Linked DNA regions of Zea mays: region 2 is linked to region 1. Evidence: chromatin contacts called from public Hi-C data. All regions are on one chromosome and are shown on one strand. Each heading gives the region's core, a stretch centred on a gene start, on an enhancer-like site or on the middle of the called end of the contact. The rest is flanking DNA. Distances are from core to core; before and after follow the strand shown.

Region 1 (5,507 bases), core at 1,903-4,402:
TTGGGTGCATCTTTGGTGCGCCCAATGAAGTTCGAAGTCCTACAATACGAAATGCTGACCTCCGAAGCGTGAGTCTGAGACAGAACACCAATTTTTGAGTGATAAAAGCAGAAGGAGACAGTAAGAAATCGTTTTTACCGGATTACCCAGAAAGCACTTCCTGTTACAAACAAAGACCGCAAGCTGGACCTAGGATCTTTGGGCCGATTATTTCAAAATCAACCCAAAGATTGGGGGCTTGTGGGGGACAGATATCCCCCGGGTCCACTGGAAGGATAAAAGACCACACAAAAGGCCCAGGGGCCCAATAAATCGTAAGGTCATCCCTTCGTGGGTCTGGGGAGGAACGACCGGTGAAGAAGATTGACATAAGGCCAGATTGGTGCAAGCCCAGACAACCAATTGACTTCGAGCGAGTAATCACAACGGTGACCCGATCTTCCCGCGCTGGAACCCCGTGCAACGGAACCAAGCGAGGATGGGTCGGCGGAACTATAGGGAGATAGGCTCAATTGGTTCACTATCATTTAGGCGCATACTGCCAACATATCTGCATGTAATGCCCCATGGTCGAGTATATAAGGCCTAGGGGGCACCCCTTCAGAACGATCAATCTCACTACTCAGCCATCTACCCCAACTCTCTACATTCCTTGCACTAGAGAGTCCCCTTGTAATCCGCCACATAAAACATTCCCGCCAGGACGTAGGGTGTTACGCATATCTAAGCGGCCCGAACCTGTACACCATTGTTCACAGTTTCTCATGCGCCCTGCACGAACCATCGAGCTATAGTCGGTAACACCATCCTACTCCTAAAAACACCTTGAGGGGCAACCCCGGGTGTGCGGTCGGACCCAAAACACCGACACTATCTGAGGGCTCGGATCGAGCGGAGGTGGGCGGGGTTGGTTTGATCACGGTGGTCGCCCTCGGGCGGCTCTGGCGGGTCGCGGGGAGGTCGCTGGAGCTGCGGGCGAGCTCGGGAAAGTTAGGCGCGGTGCGGAGGGGGTAACTGGGAAGGCGACCGTGCATGAGGGTGGGCTTTGTAGCCACTAGCGGGCACGACACGGGCGTGGGCACGGGGGCGGTCGAGGGCGCGCGGGGGTGCGCTTGTGGGCATGCTCTGGGAGCGTTCCGGAGTGCCAGCCCACGTCGAACATGTGGTGGTTTACTTCTGTCAGTGTTCAACGGCCTGTTTGGTTGCCTTAGCGTGCAGATCTCAGCAAAAGTCCCGTGTACGGTCTCTTCTCTGCACCATATCCTATCTTTTCCATTTGAGTTCCAAGCAAAGATATGGTCGGGGTTGAGAGATATGGGGGTGGGAAGTTGGCTCTGTCCGAGCTGTCCAGACCGAGACAAAAACCGTGTCAAGTAATGTCAACCGACTTAGGGTTTGGTTCAAATTTTTCCAGGGTGTTCTAGAGGTCTTTAGGCGCCATTTTGTTATTTGGGCCCCACAGTTTTGAGGTTTGGAAAAAGGTGAACATGTTTGATCTTTGAAAGAGGGTTGGTTTTGAAAGTGAGAAAAGTCTGATTTTTCTTTTATGTCCTTCTCTTTGGTGACCTTTTTAGGGTTTTTCTGAATTCTTTTTGGGGTCACTCTCTTACTAATATTTGTAGGGTATTAAGTGTACTACAACTTTTATAATTAGCCCAAGTCATGATAATGTGGTTTACATTGCCTTTTTGCTATACTCCCCTCTAGGGCTCCATTTGCCTAAGGAAGTTGAATTAGGGTTTGAGCCCTTCTCTCCTCTTTAGGTGCATGATAAGGCCAAGGCATGACTTCTAAGATGGGTTACACCTTCTTAGGATCTTGATCCCCAAGTTTGGTGTCTTTTGCTCAAACTAAACCACATGTGATGATGGGTTCAATAGTGTAGGCTTGAGTGAAATCCCTAAGTAACACCTGGGTGTTACATGCATGGCCCTTAGACACTTTCGAGGTGAATGGCTAGGGATCCACTACGAGGCATTTACAAAGTTCTACTAGCTTCAGAAAACCCGCTATGGTTTCTGAGAAGAGGAATATAGGAATTCCGCGTCGAAAAAGCCATCGCAGCATGATCGACCCGAGAACCTCCCTATACGCAGCTCCTCTACCGGCCTTGCCCCTTTCTGTTAAGGTAGTCCTCCACTAACTTTCCTAATTAGTCAGCCAAGGACGTCCCATTCCACCCTTGTGGTAGCACGGTTATCTCAAGTTAAGCTCCATGTTCCAATTAACACAATGATGTTGTCATGAACAACATTAATTAAAACAATAGCAAAATTGGAACATGATCATAATTCAAATGTAACATTAATCCCAAAACCACGTAGAGCAATAGCATATACTACCCAAAAGTTTAATGGTAAGCAAGGTGTGGGATAAACAATACTAGGGAAACCTAGTAGGTCCCATCAAAATTAACCTGAGCATGTCACAGTGATTAATAGGAACATTATTAGGTAGAGAAAAGTGATCAAGGGCACAACTTGCCTTAGACTCGAGATTCCCAAATACTTCACCACTTGGTCTTCAAGCGACTCGTAACCTCGTTGCTACTCGTAGCAATACAAACAGACATGGTATAGGCAAAACTAACATCACACCAAACATAAGAACAAATTGTATAATAATGTTCTATGTATCATAACGAGATCGTAGGTTCGAGAATTACTAAATTCAGAGTTACGGTTAAAGAGTTATGATTCTCTGAAGATTTAGGTGTTAGATATAGAACAAATTAAGTGCATAATTTTTAACCTATGTTTCATGACAAAATAATGTCACTAGATAATAAACAATATTAATGCGAATTTAATGCAACTGGAATGGATCAAAAAGGAGTTAAAATTAATTACATATGAATTAAACAAGTTTCTCGAATTATTTTCATACTAAGAAATCATTTTTTGGCTTATTTAATAAGCCTGGGGATATATTTGGGTAATGGATACAAAAACCCGAGAACACAGGGTGTGTTTTATAAAATTCCAGGGCACAACCGCAATTAATCTACACCTGACCAGACGGTGGGTTGATTTATGTAAAGTCCAAGGGCTCATACGCAAAACGGGCTGGCCGAAAGGGTATGGATGGATCTCAGCCAATCGATCTGCAATGAAGGGCTCGGATTAAATCTAACTCACACATCGAACCAGTATGCAACAGGGGCCACAGGATCCGCGATCAATGGCCCAAATATATCCCCCACTTTTGTCGAACCGGTACGCGTCGCTGCCCTTCGGATTCGAAATCAACGGACACGATTTAGTGAGTACCCATCTATTCAGAACCATCAGATGTTGATTCGAGGGCCCCGACCAATCGCTCCTGAGCTGCATCTTAGGCTAATTCGGGCCGTTTGTCACACGTCCAACGGCTGTCGTCCTTTCATCTACCTCCGACAGCGCGGCACGGAGGAAGAAATAAGGCACCGCCCCGAGCTCGCCAACGTGATGTGCATAGGTGCCAGTGGTGCATGTATTCACGGACGGACATATGCAATACACAATACGAAGTAGGACGAATGAATGGAGGTAGCAATTAACGGTGAATACACAACGTCGAACCCCAGCCACGACAACACGCGGGACCGCGACGGAGCAACAACTCCAACCAGCAATCACTAGGGTCCCGACGGCAAAACTCCCGTGCTATGGTCACACACCCCTTCCCCAGGTCCTGGGCAAGCAGGACGGCACGACCAACAAGGCTTGGAGGTGAGTAGGTGACCAAACCACAAGGAGGCCTCGCCGGTAGTCCTCTTCTCCGCTCTCTCTCACGGTGGCGGCAGAAGCTTGCACACAGCGAATAGATGGAGGAGGGGGATCCAACTTCGAGTTTTCTTTGACCTCAAACCAAACCAAACGTTTTCTATAGATGCTAGCGAGTCGTCCAAGGGTGGCGGCAACGAAATCCTGGATCCGCGCGAGAATCACGGCCTCGCTCGACCGCACGCGTGAATCTGTTGAGCGTGGTGGTTGCGGCAGGGATCACAGGGCTTCCCCACTGCCCGGTGACGGCACCAATCGATCTAGCACGAGTGAGACCGACGGGTGGGTCCGCGCGACAGAAGCAGGTGCATGGGCGGACGCACGGGTGAATTCGCTCTCTGATGAACAGGCCCGACCCATCAGGGAGAGTGACACGGTGGTTCTACTGTCAAGCGGGCCCATGCTGTCGGTCTCGGCGTTAGTGGATTGGGCCGCGTGGGTGTGTGCCGAGTTGGGCTAAGGGATGAGGAAGTCTGTCTAGCGAAGTTAAGCTTTTTCCTTTTCCTTTTTCTTTATTCCTTTTTATTTTTATATTTCATATTTGAATTTGATTCAAGTTTACCTCAAATTTTGAAAATGCATCAGAACATGTTTTTGCATAAATATTTCATTTATTTTCATTGTATTTGTTTATTCATGAATATTTTAAACTACATAGTTAATGAAAGGAATATCGCACTTGTTTTAAAACACATAAAAAATCTTCTTGTTATTATATATTTAAATCATATGTCTCATCTACTATTACATAATTTTATACTAAAGGGTAGTTTTATCTCGACCTATCTAGAGAATTTCTCCTATTATTTTATCCCAAAAGAAAAGTTTAACTCATAATTCTTCTATGTATATTCCAATCCAAAAATAATTTAATATCTATGTATCTTTTATTTTAGGAAATATTCATTTTGGGACATTTTTACTTATAATTTCTAAAGTAGAATTTTGGGTGTTACACCTCATCATCGACAGCTCTAGTTACAACTCCGGAATTTGTTGTGGCTACTAGAGAATGAGCATCTTTGAACCTTGTGGAACGGAAACGAAAACCATTGACATCATACCGACCATAACGTCTGACAGATACTACTCCTAGGGACAATTGTCGAAGGTCCGGGTGTATATTTTCATTTATATCTACATAATCTCCAAACCAACACAAGAAATTAGGTCCCCCATCTTTTCCCTCTCGATGAATCTGATCACGTTCACGACCAGACATCTAATTTTGAGAATCAAATTCACTGTTAGTACAAGGAAACAAACATTTTAGGATAAGAAAAACAAGGATAGCGACAATGACTAAAAATTAAGTTTACACTTATAGGAGAAACTGACTCATCTCTTCCATGTTGTTATACATGTAGAGTAAAGCAGTCTTCCATTCGTCATTGGTAAAACAGTATGCTGTGCTGGGTCCTACAGTTTTGCCCCTCCATTGAAAATTTTCAAGATCACTGATAGGGGGCTCGTCGACATGATACCGCAACGCAGGGGCATTGACATTGTGTTCCTCTGCAAAGTACAGGCCCGTGAACAATGCTATCTTTTTGTATTTGAATTCTTCAGCAATGCACCCTTCAACTCATCTCTTATTACCAACCATTGCACGTAGCTTCTTTAGTGTCCTTTCGATGTGATACATCCATCTATACTGCATAGGACCACCTACATTAGCTTCATCTGGTAGGTGAACAAGTAGATGTTGCATCGGATTAAAGAAACCTAGAGGAAATATTTTTT
Region 2 (6,048 bases), core at 2,652-5,151, 260 kb before region 1:
CGGTCTAAGACACCAATTTGGGTTGAAACATGTGTATAGGAGTAAGGTCTAATATATATTTATATATATATTCAGTATTAACTAACTTATTAAGTAACTCACTTTAGATTAGATCATATTAGATTAAATGGGATCTAGATTAGATTGCTATAACTAGTTCAGATTAGATAAGATCTAATAAATTTATATTAGATCACGGTTGTTATGCTAGGATGAGATATGCAAAGTGGTTAGGATAAGATGAATAAGGATAAGGTAAAATCTTTTAAGATGAGATGGATCTATAAAGCTAGATACATTTTAATGGGGGATAATCTAAGTTGTCAAGTTATTTTATAAACATTTTTTTCTTTTTCTTCATATACCTAGATGTATATGAGATGCAATTGTAGACTTTACTCCACAACTTATCACAATCAATCAAGGAATCGAATCAAGCAGTTATCATAAGGACAAACACTCAAGCATATAAATATTTACCAAAATAGTTTTGATTTGGTTCCTAAGATTAGGTTTCCTATTCCTAAAACTCACTTTAGGTACAAGATTTCAAAGTGTGAAATCCACTTTTGTGGTTAGAAGTGAAGAGGTGAGAATGATCAGAGTAAAGCAGCAATAGATGAGAAAAGATTAAGGTAAGTTTAGAAAGAATCAGAGTAGCGAAGGTAAGTAAGTAAGGATTGTCTAGTTTTATCTAGGTTTCGTCCTACAGTCAACATCGCTCTGATACCACTTCTGGCACACCCAGATCCAAGACCCGGACGCGAGATAATCACCAAGTGTGCTAGGACTAAGTCTTACACATATGATGAATCATGGTTCAGAAAAGAATGTCACATCTTTACTATATAATAGGAGTTCTGTACAAAATATTTAAATAGTTATATCATACGAAGACAACAATCTAGCAACCCAAAGTTGACTGGGAGACGACGGCCTAGACCTCTCACGAACTCATCACATCATCCTCCATGCGCCTCACCTACGGTACCTGTTCTTGACCTGTGGGGGTGTGAGACAGCAAGGGTTAGCTCATATATGTTCATTGCTCAACAAGTTGTGGGGAATAATGTGCATGAACTCGCCAAAGGTGAGAGATCATGTGAAGTGCAAGGCTTACTAAAGAGGATGGTTAAAGTTGAGCATCGCTTTTAAAGTTGAACAAAATTTTATTAGCAATTACTAAATGTAAGTAGATACCACCCAAAAAAGTAGTAGATCAAAATTGATAACAACACCCACAATGCAATGCATATGACAAATTGAATTTAATTCCAGAAATTAATCATGCAAGAGTCTTGAGCTGCTCATGACCGCGAGCACGGCTAGTATAACAATTTTACACTCTGCAGAGGTGGTACCCTTTACCCACAAGTCATGTTACCCATCTGCCACAGGGTTGTACGGGCCCCACACACCTCTACCAAGGAAGCGAGGCAGAGTAACACTACGAGGCCTTTACAAAGTTCCACTAGCTTCAGAAAACCCGCTACAGTTTCTAGGAAGAGCAATGCAGGAATCCCCCGTCTGACCGCCATCGTAGCAAAATCAACCCGAGAACCTCCCTACATGCCTACTCCCCTACTGCCCTTGCCCTTTCGGGTAAGGTAGTCCTCCACTAGCTTTCCTAATTATTCAGCCAAGGGCATCCCATTCCACCCTTGTGGCGGCACGTGTTTCTCAAGTTAAGCCCAATGTTCCAATTAATATAATGATCTTGTCATGAACAATAAATAAAACAACAGTATAATTGGAACATGATCATAATGTAATATTAATCCCAAAACCATATAGAGCAATAGCAAAGACTACCCAAAAGTTCAGGGTTAAACAAGTTGTAATGATGACCAAACTAGGCTGACCTATTGGGTCGCATCAAAATTAAGCCTATGCATGCCAAAATGATTATAGAGAACATTATTGGGTAAATAAAGGTGATTAAGGGCACAACTTGCATGGGACTTGAGATTCCAGGTACCAACTTGCTCTTCAAGTGACTCGTAACCTCGCGCTAGTCGTAGCAATACAAATAAACAGGGTACATGCAAAATTAATATAACACCAAACATAAGAACAAACTGCATAATAATAATCTACGCGTTGTACCGAGAACCTAGGTTCGAGAACCACTAAAATTGGAGTTACGGTTAGGAAGATATGACTTCTCAAAGTTTTAGGGAATTAATCAGTAAAACTATATTATATGTTCATTAATATAAAGCATGTGAGAAATAGTTAATTAAACTTTAATTCAAGATATAACCTGATCATAAGTTGTATCTTTAGTGAAGTTATATCCCTAAACAGTTAACTTTAATTAGCAAGATAAATCACTAAGCATAGGATAACCAATATCCAATTATATAATAAATAATATGTTGTGAATAATGTTGTTATTTGCGTAGGTAATTTTATTACGAAGCTAGCGCAACTGGAACGGATCAATTCGGAGTTAAAACGGAGATGCTATGAATTTCCGAAGTTTCAAGTGTCGGATAAAAAGAAACTAAAGTGCATAGTTTAAATTTATGTTTCATAATAACATAAGGTTACTAGCTAATAAACAACATTATTATGAATTTATTGCAACTGGAATGGGTTAAAAAGAGTTAAATTCATAGAGTTATGAATTTCCTAAGATTGGGACTTTATTTTTGCATTAAAATTGATTTCTTTATTTATTTTAATCAATTTCCCAGTTATTTGGACTGGGGTCACAAATACAGGAGACCCCAGGGTCTAAACTATAAATTCCAGAGCCTGATTATAGTTTCTGTTAAACTGAAGTGGATTGCGGGTTATTTTCCAAGTTTTCCATGGTGTCTTTTATAAATATGGCACAACTGAAGGGGTATCTGATGATCGTGGCCGCAAGATTAGATCTGAATGGCCACGGTCTAGATCTGAAGCGGTATTCAACGATGTTCGCACGATCCGAAATCGACGGCCCGCGAGACCCTCACACCAGCCAGTACCCCAGTCGTCCGATCGGATCAGACGGTTAGGATTCATTTACGCGTAGGAGTATCACTTATCAGATCTAAGCCATACGCTCACGGATCAACGGACAAGAACAACCCTGACCGTACCGGTAGGCAAACTCCAATCCCAGTCGCAGCCCGCGAGATCAATGGTTACAGTTTAATGAAACACAGATCTAATCCGGACCATGTGTTGGACGATCAACGGCTCCCGGCACAACACCCTAACATCTAATCCTGCCCGGTCGCCAATAAATCTACGCTCCTGCACCATCTTCTACCACGGAGCATAGGGTCACCGTGGCACAGAGTTCTCTCCACGGCGGAGCTCTCACCGGAGTAGGTGATCTTGCGGCCCAGAGCCCCAAGTCCCAATCCGAATGGTGCTACACGTAGAGGAGGCCAGAACGGACTAGTTAGGAGTGTTCTTACCGTCAACCGTTGCGCAGGTGAAGTAGGGCACGACACAAGGCGGAATGCGGCAAGGGAACATCACCGGCGAGCAATTCCGTAGAGCACCGAGGGCCCCAAAGTACGTCGCTTCCACCACCAGTACCACGGGACTTGGCGGTCTTCCAGGGCAGCCCAAGGGGGGGGGGGGGGGGGGGGCACGATTCTGCCGCACGGCAAGCTCCGTGCCGATGGCATCGTACGCACTCTCTCTCCATGCCTTCCCGACGTCGGTGAGATGCTTTCGGTGCACGACCTATGGTATACGGGGGCGTAGAGGCTGCGGTACTTATACCCGAGGGCTCGAGGGGAGGCAAGCGGGCAGTCCCGGGATCCACGAGCAGTTGCGCGGTGGCTGGATTTTGTTAGCCAAGCGCGGTATGCGAAGAGGGGATGAATCTGTCCAGTGGGGTCCTCATGACAGAGGGTGAAGTCGGATGTGTACGCGCGAGGATCCGTCGCTGACGCCAGGGCCCCACACATCGGTGACTAAAGATCGAGGTCAGGGGGAGAAGTGGGCCGCGCGAATGCCCAGAGTTGGGCCACGGATGAGTGGAATTGGCCCAAAGCGCGCAGGCATACATCTTTTTCTTTCTTTTTCATATTTTTCTATTTTCTTTTGTTTATATATATATTTCCAATTTCAAATGGACTTCAAATAAAGCTTTAAATTCTAAGATTAATTATAATGCACAATAAAAAGGATACCATAATGAGAATCAAATCATATCTATTTTAGATGTTTTATTTATTATTTTCTTTATTTAAGTAGATTCTTCCAATTAGTGATGCACACACATAAACATTCCTTTAAACAAAATTACTCTCTGAATGTATGACCTAATATAATTCAATTAATCAACCCTTTGATACCTATTCACTTTAATAAGATAATTTCTGATGTTTAATATTGTTGGGGACTTGTTCTCAAATGCTATGAATTAAGAACAAGGCAACATAAAATGTTAAATATTAATGTCCTTCGTCCGTTGAAACATTATTTCCCCAAGGATTTAATGAACTTCGGACGAAGGTTATAATGACACAATTATGAAGGTTATATCTTCGTAATTGAACTCTCAGAGATAATATAAAATAACACGAGACATAAAGCATTAAAGACAAGTAAATTAGAAGTAAACAACATCATTTACATATTATATAAACTTAAGATATTCAAATATAATGTTTAGATACATTCATACCTCTGCCTTGGCAAAGAATAATTTCCGAGTGATGTGATTGCAATTACAGGAATGCGTGAACAGTAAAGGAATACTGTTCACTATTTATAGGCACAGGACACAGCCTGTGAGCAATTACAATCATACCCCTCATAAAAGTTTACAACAACGACTCAAACTCTTATGGACTAAAAGGTCATTCTATCTTTAAGTCGGTTTGTAATTCCGAAGCTTCATGAACGGCACCCTTCGGCATCACGTACAGACAGCTTCAGCCGAAGCTGTTTCTTCCTGCAGGACCTTCGGCGACGAAGCATGGTCCCAACAGTAGCCCCTTCGCGGTGCTAGATCGTTTTTCGTAACGAGCTTGATCCGTGAAAAAAGTCTCTTAGGCTTCAGGAAGCCGAAGGTCCGAAAAGCACCTTCCCTGAGCTCGTTGTCGAGAAACGATACAGTTTTCGAGTGCGTAGCGGTCCCACCATGCAGGTTCACTATTTTGGTCTTTGCGGCCCACCGCGCAGCGGGTGCGATCAACTGTTTGCCTGGTGTAAAAATCCTGACGATTCATCTTCTTACCTGCAGCACTATATAAACAGACAGGTAGGTGTGAAGTTACCACAACATTCATTGCTATTGCACTGTTTTGCTGCCAAAAATTTTAACCATAGCCGAAGCTTGACTCTCGCATTCAGACGAAGCTCCAGTTTGGTGCCTACTTCGTCAGAAGAAAAGCTTCGGGAGAAAAGGTTATTTAATTCTCAAGAAATCTTTCAAGAAATTCAAAATTAAATGGCCAGAGTGCGCTCTACTGCTAGAGTTGAGCGTGAGGGAGACGAAGCCGAAGGTGCGGAGACTGTTCCTATCTCCGAAGCAATGCAGCGATCCGGATTGGTGACCTCGGAAAGAATCCCCACTGCCGAAATAGAACAAGCTGCTAACGAAGCGGAACAAGGAGATATTGAGGAAGCTGATTCTGACGGTGATTACCATATCGCAGTACCGAGCAAGCCTAGCCATTTGGACTTCGGAAAGTCGACTATCTCCAAGGCTGATTTTTCCAAAATGGTGAAGTCGGGATATTTCAGTGAAGATGAGAAGAAGCTGATTCGCTTCGGGGGAGAGGAAACTACCCCGAAGCCAGAAAAGGATGAAATAGTTATTTTCAAGAGTTTTCTAAAAGCTGGGTTGAGATTTCCTTTAAATAGAATGATTTCTGATGTGCTGCAAAAGTTTGGGATCTATTTTCACCAACTGACTCCTAACGCCATTGTCAGACTTAGCGTTTATATCTGGGCTCTCCGAAGCCAGGCGGTGGAGCCGTTTGCCGACAGCTTCTGTCGAGTACATGAGCTGCATTACCAGACTAAGGCCAGAAAGGATGGGTTGCATGAAAATTTTGGTTGTTATAATTTTGCCTATCGGAAAACCACAAA

What was found. Hi-C and Micro-C count contacts between places; a contact is called where the count stands out from the background.
Region 2: a Hi-C map of bundle sheath shows a contact between it and region 1, with 7 times the contacts expected there. The contact joins two enhancer-like sites. A contact is called at or near these places in 2 of 25 Hi-C or Micro-C datasets (bundle sheath and endosperm).

What each region holds. Positions count from the first base shown.
Region 1 is chr3:101,903,581-101,909,087 of Zm-B73-REFERENCE-NAM-5.0, reverse strand. No RefSeq gene overlaps it. Among protein-coding and RNA genes, the nearest start is that of LOC103652077, 92 kb to the right of the region's middle. Within about 2 kb of position 3,152, at least 16 of the 20 cell types and tissues checked have an H3K27ac peak or open chromatin away from gene starts, as enhancers often do. A contact at or near this core is called in bundle sheath, where this site is marked.
Region 2 is chr3:102,161,529-102,167,576 of Zm-B73-REFERENCE-NAM-5.0, reverse strand. No RefSeq gene overlaps it. Among protein-coding and RNA genes, the nearest start is that of LOC100277583, 40 kb to the right of the region's middle. Within about 2 kb of position 3,901, at least 19 of the 20 cell types and tissues checked have an H3K27ac peak or open chromatin away from gene starts, as enhancers often do. A contact at or near this core is called in bundle sheath, where this site is marked.